Linked DNA regions of Drosophila melanogaster: region 2 is linked to region 1. The links are chromatin contacts, called in public HiChIP or PLAC-seq maps. All regions are on one chromosome and are shown on one strand. Each heading gives the region's core, a stretch centred on a gene start, on an enhancer-like site or on the middle of the called end of the contact. The rest is flanking DNA. Distances are from core to core; before and after follow the strand shown.

What was found. HiChIP or PLAC-seq counts read pairs in DNA pulled down with a chosen protein or histone mark.
Region 2: a contact with region 1 is called in an H3K27ac HiChIP or PLAC-seq map of the Kc167 cell line, with 3 times the contacts expected there. The contact joins the promoter of frj here to the promoter of CG9175 in region 1. A contact is called at or near these places in 2 of 107 Hi-C or Micro-C datasets (the D17-c3 cell line and embryo) and 2 of 6 datasets of contacts at active chromatin or transcription factors (both in the Kc167 cell line).

What each region holds. Positions count from the first base shown.
Region 1 is chr2L:6,096,706-6,101,426 of dm6, reverse strand. CG9175 reads left to right here and starts at 2,461. Exons shown (of 5, transcript NM_164681.3): 1 at 2,461-2,494; 2 at 2,590-2,871; 3 at 2,936-3,883; 4 at 3,954-4,116; 5 at 4,174-4,721. The coding sequence starts at 2,731. The coding sequence ends at 4,259. stai (stathmin) reads right to left here and starts at 1,050. Exons shown (of 7, transcript NM_164682.3): 1 at 878-1,050.
Region 2 is chr2L:6,454,119-6,458,723 of dm6, reverse strand. frj (farjavit) reads right to left here and starts at 2,672. Exons shown (of 7, transcript NM_205915.3): 1 at 2,516-2,672; 2 at 2,042-2,359; 3 at 1,860-1,980; 4 at 1,611-1,803; 5 at 1,235-1,386; 6 at 808-1,184; 7 at 1-553. The coding sequence starts at 2,253. The coding sequence ends at 139. It overlaps retm (real-time), which reads left to right and starts at 2,795. Exons shown (of 6, transcript NM_001298743.1): 1 at 2,795-3,189. The coding sequence starts at 3,127.

The sequences.
Region 1 (4,721 bases), core at 1,212-3,711:
AAAATAACGGAAAAATCGAGTTCGTTCTAAGAAAAAGAACAAAACAAAGTAGGAAAACAAAATATGTAAAGAGTTTCTTGACAGTCTCAAAAGTGTGTAAACTTGGATTTTGTTGTTTATTTTCTTGTATATTTAATATTTTTAATTTTTTTTTTGATTTATAAGTAAAATAAATATTGTTTAATTATATTTTATAAAAAAATTGCGTTTAATTAAGCAAAAAACCCTTAATTTTTAGCTTTAAAGTCAAAAATTCAACTTATTTCACAGTGTGTAAACAGTTTCTTGACAAACTGTATGTACTTTTGCTAAAGTCAAATGGGCAGGATATTTGAAAATATACCCGTTGCGTTTTGCACAACTTTGTGAAGCGAAATATGTATGTATGTTTGTATATTGCTGCCATATTTAAATGATAATATATAAAAATTAAATCATTTTAAATGATCAAATCAAAAATGATCATTGAAACTACACACACACATAAACATGTATGTATGTCTTTAAGTTCGCCGCAACTAAAGCGTTAAATACCTAAATATTCATGTACGTTGAGGTGAGTATAGATATGCATATTAAAGAAATTTAGATAGTCGCTGACAGCACTTTCAACTCCGTTAGGGCATTCAAATTACATTCAAGTACATACTTTATGTGTGTATCATATGTACAATGTACCACCACACAAAGTTCATATAATGCGTACATACACACTGATCTGCACTTTGTTACGGGAAAAAGAAGAGGTACAAAGCGCGAGGGAAAAGCAACAAAAGAGCTCTGCGCAAGTTGCTGTTGGTGCAATTGCGCAGTGGCGAAAAAAGGGATCTTGCACTGGATCAAACCAGATTGCACTCGAGGTTCAGAGGCCACTCACCTGTAGATTGCTTTCCAATGAAATAAGTTAGCACATGTACAGTTAATAATAGCATTCAAATAACGATAGACACACTGGACACTTTTGAATTGTTAACAGTTAAAATACGGTGCGAGAACTTCGGCAGTTGTTTTTTACAGTTGTGATCGCGTCGGCGAAAATTAAGCGAATGAGCAAGGAAGAAACAGAAAGCAGAGAAGAAAACGAAAGCAGCGACGCGGCGTCGCGATCGGTGAGCACCAGCTGGGCTTTGTTGTTGTTGCTGACCTGGAAGCTGTGCGAGTGGAAAAGAGATGGCGCCAGTGCGTCTTTTGTTTGTTTTCTTTTGTCGGTTATAATTCAAATGACAATTTTGAATTTATTATGTACGCCCAAAAAAGTCTGTTGAATCCCAAAAGTAAGATCCTAAACTTTTCAAATAAATACGAATGAGTGTTGTGACACTTCAAAAGAAACACAAGGACAACGAACTTGATTATGTCTTCCTTTTTGAAGCTTTTTATTCATTTAATAATTATAAATAATATACATACATACGTACATCCACTTGAATCAGGTTAACAATATTGACATATCACTTAAGCCACCTTGACTTCGATAAAAGTGAAATTTGATCAAAGTGCCGGAAAAACTTGTTCACGCACTATGAAAATAATTATAACAAAACTAGTTTAGGTGCGTAGACAGTAGACAGTTTTCACTTTAACGCCCATTTAAATTTAAATACAGCCTATACGATCTATGGCAAAATTGATGAGAAATTTAATTGAAATCTGATAAAGTTATCAACGCAGAGTTGACAAAAGTCAGAAAATAGCAATAAGAAACACCTAATAGAGAATTTAAGATGCTGCAGATTTGAACAATAACTCGTTCAACACGTTTCACACCTTTGTCTGATATATGTACATACATAAATAACTCCCACGTAAAGGAGTATATAAATATGACTTCGGAGTCCCCTTTGTGCCGCCCACCAGCGATTGAAGGTCATTTTGTCACAACAAAGAACCAGGAAGACCACTGCTGAGCTCCACCGCATTAATGACAATCCTGAAATATTATAATTTCTTATTTCACTTGGAAAAAAGAATTCCTTTTTCAAGTTGTTGCAGGGGAGAAATTTGTCTACTTTCTTTTTAATAAAATTTTATTACAAGTACAATTAAGCCTATCTCGTTCTTAAAGGTAGGTACCAGTAGGTACTGGTTATGAGGTGGATCATTGAACATTTCAAACAGGGTACATGGTATATTGTACCTTAAGGTACAAGGTAAAGAAGACAAGCCACGTTATGCAGCGTACTGGGTGCAATATACGCGTTGCAAAATAAATATCGCAATATACTTGAATTCTTATGTATATAAAAATGGTTAACAATTATGTACTTAAAAACATTAAGCTTATTGCGATAATTTTTAAAGTTACCTATCGATTAGAGAACAGCTGTGAATATTTTGATATTTCCAGCTGTTAACATTGCAGCCCATCAGCTGTTTGCTCACGTCACCAGTCTGGCAGCCCTGTTCATCAGCTGAAGACAGCTGACTGCTATGGCACCAATCACCAATCTGCCTATCGATGTATCGATACCTCGCCCTGCCACCGCTATTCAGTGTACGTGGATTTTTAAGACAACTTTCTCAGTCCAAAACACAATAAGAAAATAGTTCCCATGATTAACGTCCACTGAATCGACCCACAATTCCCAGTCAGTTAACAGCCGGAGTGTGCCAGCGGTAGACCCAATTAGATGTGCCTGCCCCGCGGCCAGAGCTGATAAACTCGAGTCAATCACTCAGCCCCAATCCCTCCGCCCCCAGCGTCCGGTCGATTGTGATATATTATTGATAATGGCCCACACCCGCCGTCCCAGCGACGGCCTGCTGGCCCGCGTGAACTTCCCGCTGTACGCCGTGGACATGCTAACCAGCCGCCACATTCTGGTAGCCGGAGGCGGTGGCTCCAGCAAAACGGGAGTGGCGAACGGCTTTGTATGAACTCAGCTCGCTCCGCCGCATTCTTGTGATGTTTCTAATCGACGATTGATCTTTCCAGGAGATCTATGAGCTGTACCACAACGGCAGCCACTTCTGCGCGGAGGAGGTTTTGCGCCATGAGACCGGCGCCAATGTGGTGATGAACTTCGCGGTGCGCAATGGCGGCCGGAGGGGCTATCTGTGCGCCGGCCAGGAGGCGCACTGTCAGATGTACTACGTCCAGCCGCGCGTTCAATCCGAAGAGGATGGGAATGGAAACGGTGTGGGCGTCGGGGACGGCAAGCCTGCTCCGGAGGAACGGCCGCACGAGAACGGCAACGTGCGCCAGCGAAACGCACACTCGGGCGTGGAGCCAGTGGCCAACGGGCACAGGCCACCCCTTTCCACCGCCGACATATTGCGTCAGTTTCGGCGACTGCATTTCGACATCCAGGCGGCGGATGTGATCCAGACGGACTTCCTCAAGGGCGCCGAGCCCCTGCAGCGCGTGGTGCGCATCAGCGGTAATGGCCGTCTGATGGCCACTGGCGGCACGGACGGAAAACTGCGCGTCTGGACGTTCCCCCAGATGACGCTGGCCGCCGAGCTGGCGGCACACAGCAAGGAGATCGATGACCTGGACTTCAGTCCCGACAGCAAGCTAATTGCCAGCATCTCCAAGGATGCACAGGGCTTGGTGTGGGACCTGGCCAGCGGCCAGCTGCAACACAAGCTGCAGTGGAAAACGCCCGAGGGGGCCAAGTACCTGTTCAAACGGTGCCGCTACGGAACCGTGGAGGCGCAAAAGGATAACTACCGCCTCTTTACCATTGCCAATCCGCTGGGCAAGGTGGGAAAGCAGCGTGGCTTCCTGCAGCACTGGGACTGTGCCAGCGGGCAACTGCGTCAGGCTGTGGCCATTGACGAAAGCCTCTCGTCACTGGCAGTGCGGGATGATGGTCGATTCGTGGCCGTCGGCACGATGTTCTCAGGCAGCGTATCCATGTACATTGCATTCAGTCTGCAGGTGAGCAGAGGCAACTAATCAAAGTGTACGTTAATAGTCTTAACTCCAATTCTTTGCTTACGTTTTGCAGCGCGTGCTCCACATTCCCCATGCACACTCCATGTTCGTAACTGGCCTCCAGTTCCTGCCTATTACCAACGAGGAGGGACCGCCCATTTCCAGCGACACGGAGGCAGCCGTTCTGTCCATTTCGGTGGACAACAAAGTCTGCATCCACAGTCTGTCCCAAAGACGTAAGCAATAAAATTGGTGTAAAATTGGAAATTATCTCACTGCCAACTTCTTTTTAGGTACAATCCCCGCCTGGATTGCCATCGTCTTTCTGATTGTCATGATTTTCGCCGTGTTCGTGCTGTGCTCCTACATTGGCATCTGATGCTCAATGGCCAGAAGAGAGTTATTCGATTTGCATTATTAGTTTGTAAACAGGGTTTAGTTTTCTGCAATAAGCCACAACTCCTCCCCCCCCCAGCACTCCCAGCGTCGTCCCACCCCTCCTCCATCATGTTAATTAGTTTAAGTGCATAGTTTGTGCCGGCTGCCTTATCTCTTATACTAATTGCAATGTTTGCTTAGTTGTATCATAATTTGTTTATCTCTCTAGCCACCGCAAACGAAGCCTTGCTCGTTTGGCAGCTTTGCCCGTTGTACATGATTTTTAAAATTTAATTAATATTTCATTTATACAAAGGCAGACAGGAAAACTGACTGCGTCTAGTTGAAGCAGTCAAATGAATTGTAAAACCATTTTTATAATCAAAATGTTAGCTAATCGAACTGTGGTGGGTTTAGCACACCATTCGTATAGTCACAAGTGAATGATATATAAAAATGCATT
Region 2 (4,605 bases), core at 1,423-3,922, 360 kb before region 1:
AATTCGTTTGATCATCATAATATACAATTTCAAGGAAGAAATTTTCGGTTTCCCCCTAATAGAATATCTATTGGAAAACTTAAAGGAAGTTGTGTTTTGAATGGAAACTACCCATTTGGTAGCAACAAACTGGACACTCTACTGCGCCTTCTCCTTCTCTATTGCGGCGGCGATTCCGTCGCCACCAGCTGCTTTCTCTGCCGCGCGCTTCTTTCTACGTTCGGCCGCTTTTCTCTGGCTGGTGAGGTAAAAGCCTAACGCAGTCATGGCCGCCCAACTGATGTAGCCAATATGATAGACAGAGCTATAGAACCGCCAGATGTTGCCAAAGGAGGAGAGCAGGAAGGCCTCGCCCAAGTAGCTGAAGGCGAACCACTTAAAGATCCAGAAGATGACATCGATTACCCTGCGGCTGGTGCCGGTGGCACTCTTGCGCACCAGCTTATCCCACATGTCCTCCAGGGAGACGTAGAAGGGAGCGCCCATGATGCAGAAGTAGTGTCCCGGCCGGAATCCGTGCCAGTAGGCAGAGCACAGCAAAGTGGCGCCAGTCCTAGGAAGATCACAAATGCTAATTAGTAGGGGCAACATAAGTCAAGCTTATAGTTTAGGTAACTACTAGGAATACCTGCCAACCCTGCGATCAGTAGCAAAGGGAAAGAACAACAACGACAAGAGTAATACGAGAGTAATACAAGCAGTAAAACAACAAAAACTACGATTCTATGAAACAAGTTAACATTTGAACTTCGATGTGGAGTAATCGAACTATTTAGTTTCATAGAACATACTTGTATTCAAACGCACCTGTACTTTTTGCTGGGGAAGAGTTTGTACACATTGACAGCCAACCAATACTGGACGCACACATTCCAGTGCTTCATGCCCTCGCGGAAGGTCCAGCATCTTTCCACCTCCAGAACCCTGGTGTTCACGATCGTTGTAAAGTTGTAGGTGTGCTTATCGGCGTCGCGCTTTAGGTGCTGATAGCGTTTCCGAGGGCCCTCGCCATTGTTGGGATCGGATTCATCCGGATAGGCTCCGAAGCCGGCCATTGTGCAGACACATTCGCTGAGGGTGAGTCCGGTGTAGATGCGAGCGCGGAATGTGAAGAACGTGGGCCACACGTACAGCAAACGGTACACAAAGGAGCGATCGTTGAAGAACTCATCACTCAACGCATACTGAAATGTATTCAATTTAGTAATGTTTTGCGGTGTGCTCAAGCACTCACATCCAGTGGCCACATGTAGTTGGTTGCCAGGTATAATGCGCAGTAGAAGACGGCGTACTTCAGCTTCTCCAGGGTGGCTTCAACAGTTGGAGCGTAGGTCTTGAAAGGCATCTCAAAGTAGTCCCTGTATGTGCGATACCGATAATAGGGACCTGCAATCAATGGACATGAGTGGTTTCGTTTTAAATGCAGATTTACAAATTATTATCTACTTGATACTGATGATTATATTGATGCGGTTGAAATCGATTATAAGCATGTGTGTGTAATGTTTTACAATCAGCAATTGAATTGGACTTTGGTATCTGGTTGTATTGTGACTACATTTTTAGTGCTTGTGGATAGGAAACTAGGTTGAATCTGGTCCAATCTTCACCTGTAAGAACTCCGATGTAGTTGAAGCTGTAGTGCAGGATCTCAGCGGCACTCAGGCTCTGCAATTCCACATCGTAGTCGGTGATCTCGATTGGACTCTCCTGGTGCACATCCCGCTGGTCGTTCTTCTTTTGCTCGTCGTGCGCTTGCAGTCGCTTCCAGGCGGCAGTCTTCTCGAAGGCAATGCCCGAAACCTGCCGATGCAAGGATTACGAGCTAAGTAATGGCAATGAATGGTTATGCAACCCACCTTTAGTGTTAGTATCATTTGTATCATGTTCGTGTGGCCGGGAATGCCGAAGTAGAAGTCGAAAATGCGGAAGAACACCAGGTAGCCAAACATGACCGCAAACGTGACCAGGTGACCCTTGCTGGAAGAGGGAGCAGTGTGGTTATTGGTAATTTTCCACAGGTTCAGGATCACCAACTAACCTCGGGTGCACGAGAAGCACGGCGGCCGTGCCCAGTGCCAGGGAAACAAAGCAGTGCAGACTGTGGAGCCCCGAGACAATGACAACCACAAGAACGCCTAGCCCAGTGGACACCAGCTTGCGCTGGCCCTCGTCCGCGATCTTCTTCACATAGCTGCCGGCTCCGATGCAGCCCAGCAGGCAGATCACATAGATGACGTCGTCGATGCTCATCCTGCAGTGGGTACTCGATCCCCCGGCTATTGATTTTTGATTTGTTTTATCCGCTCCGCAGAGGCAGTGCAGCCAGTGTTGCCACTCCTATGACGGTCACCTATCGCTTAACGGTATTTTCGCGATATTATTTATTGTTTATATCTAATAAATTTAACAAAGATACAATTTAAGTCCCATACAACTGCAGTAACGCAACTGATAATGCATACAAATTACGACAGGTGTCGCTTTAAAAAAGATTCAAATTTCATTGACTTACCGAGAGATGTCGCATGCATAGGTATTCAAAATTATTCCACTGTTCTTTAGCTTTCATCCTCAATTCATTTTCGTTTTTATGGGGCTTGTTTGATTTAAATTTGTCAAGTTTTTGCATATAATACACTCGGTGTGTACGCTTCGCATCAGCTCTCTCAAGCGGCCCTGTGTGAACGGCATATTTCAAGTGCATTGTAATCCCTAGATACAGTAAACCAGCTTCGGTATTCATCGGATATTTTTCCAGGGCGAATGCCACCTAGCGAAAAGCGGTCACACCATTGGCGTCTGTTAATCAAACTCGGAGAAAGGCTTTCTCTGTTTTCCACGGCCAGGCGGTTCTCTAGAACTCCTACGCTAGGAGCCAACGGATACCAGACACAACTCAGTGAAATAAATAGCAGTGGCGTGAACTGTCACGAGCAAAAAAACAAACCCAGCTCGGTATTCCAGTGCCCAAGTTTGGTCACCTTCCCCGCCCCCGCGCGCTCATTATACTGCAACGGAAAAGCGCAGAGTGAAAATTGATTTTTTAAACAGTGCGAACTCCACAATCAGTGCAACGAAAATTTGAAATAAAAAACACGGAACGGACGATTGAAAGGCAGCAAGATGGTGCAAAAATTCCAGTCACCCGTTCGCGTCTACAAATATCCTTTTGAGCTGGTGATGAAGGTGTGTACATTGCATTTTCCCCTCTCCATTTCGTCGTGTGGAGTGGGCGGCCTTATAGGCGTGTCCCACTGCCTGTTTACACATACCCATCAATTTAAGTTTAAATTGTGCATTATGCGATGGCATAGCCACTAATTCACTGCGACTCGCAAAGGGTCGTTGTGTATCGTTGTTTCCGCTCGGACACAGTTGCTTCATTTATTCAAATCCAAGCTGCAGATAAATAAAATTAACCTTGGACAGCAATTCCTCCCCCCGCCCAACATGCTCTCTCTTTCGCAGTTGCGCTCGAAGAGCGAGATAGAGATAGATTCTTTATCCAATTGAATAATACACACTGCATGTACGTGTGCGTGTGTGTGCGTGTGTAAATAGTTTGTCGGTGGGAGGGGGCGGTTTGGTTGAAACGACTTGTTTGTGAATTTTTCATTTATTTTTATTAATCTACTGATTGTTTGCGTCCAGCTTTGCGTTTTAGTCTCATTTATGCCATAGAAATTTGTTCTTTTTTTAATGCTGTTAATTTACATAATGCGCCTTTTTGAATGTATTAACATTTATCGTAAATTATCGAAATTGGGGTTATAAATTTATAAGATAAAAAATGGTTGTCTTTTTTATTGAAGCTTTTCCTCCCTCCTACCTCTGTTTCCTTTGCAAATCATTTTATTTTTTGCCTTTTCACTGACTGATAAGAAAACGAACTGTTTTTTACTTCAAAAGTTTATTTAAGCAACAGAAATCACTTCAAGTGCCGTTTTTTGTACTTAAAATAACTATACAGTCATATATTAGACTAAAAGTGTAGTCCAAACACAAATCACCTAAAATGAAAAGCCTATTATGGTTATTCGATACTTTGAGTGTTTATGTATGTTTTCCCTTGTAGACAGAAGTAAGAAAGCGCTTTTCGTGACAGAAACTCAAAAGTCTCAAATGTCAAAGGTCAAACATTTATTCTACGTACGTCACCGACAGGGGTAATTTAAATTTAAGCAACATTTATGAGCCGCACGATAGGACACCTGTCCACTCGCATGTCCCCAAAGATGCAGGCAAAGTTCCAGCATTTTAGACCATTACCGCCCGCCAGGACAATTAAGAAAGCCTATCTGAATAATTAAGGACACCAGTGCCAACTACACAGTTTGCTAGCTGGGTCTGGGAAAAATATGGATATTGTAAGACATGTCCATGTGAGGTGAGGAGTCGCCACGTGTTGGATGGCTCCCACCGCACACTGAATTATTCAACGTGTGAATATCCACATGAATATCATCATGAATATCCACACAGCGATTTATGACCTTTGCACTAGTAACAAGGACTCGCAACCACTAGATAGAATTATGATTTGGATTGCACAATTATCGATATGGAAAATCTATTTTTGATTTTCATTGTTTATTGCTTGCA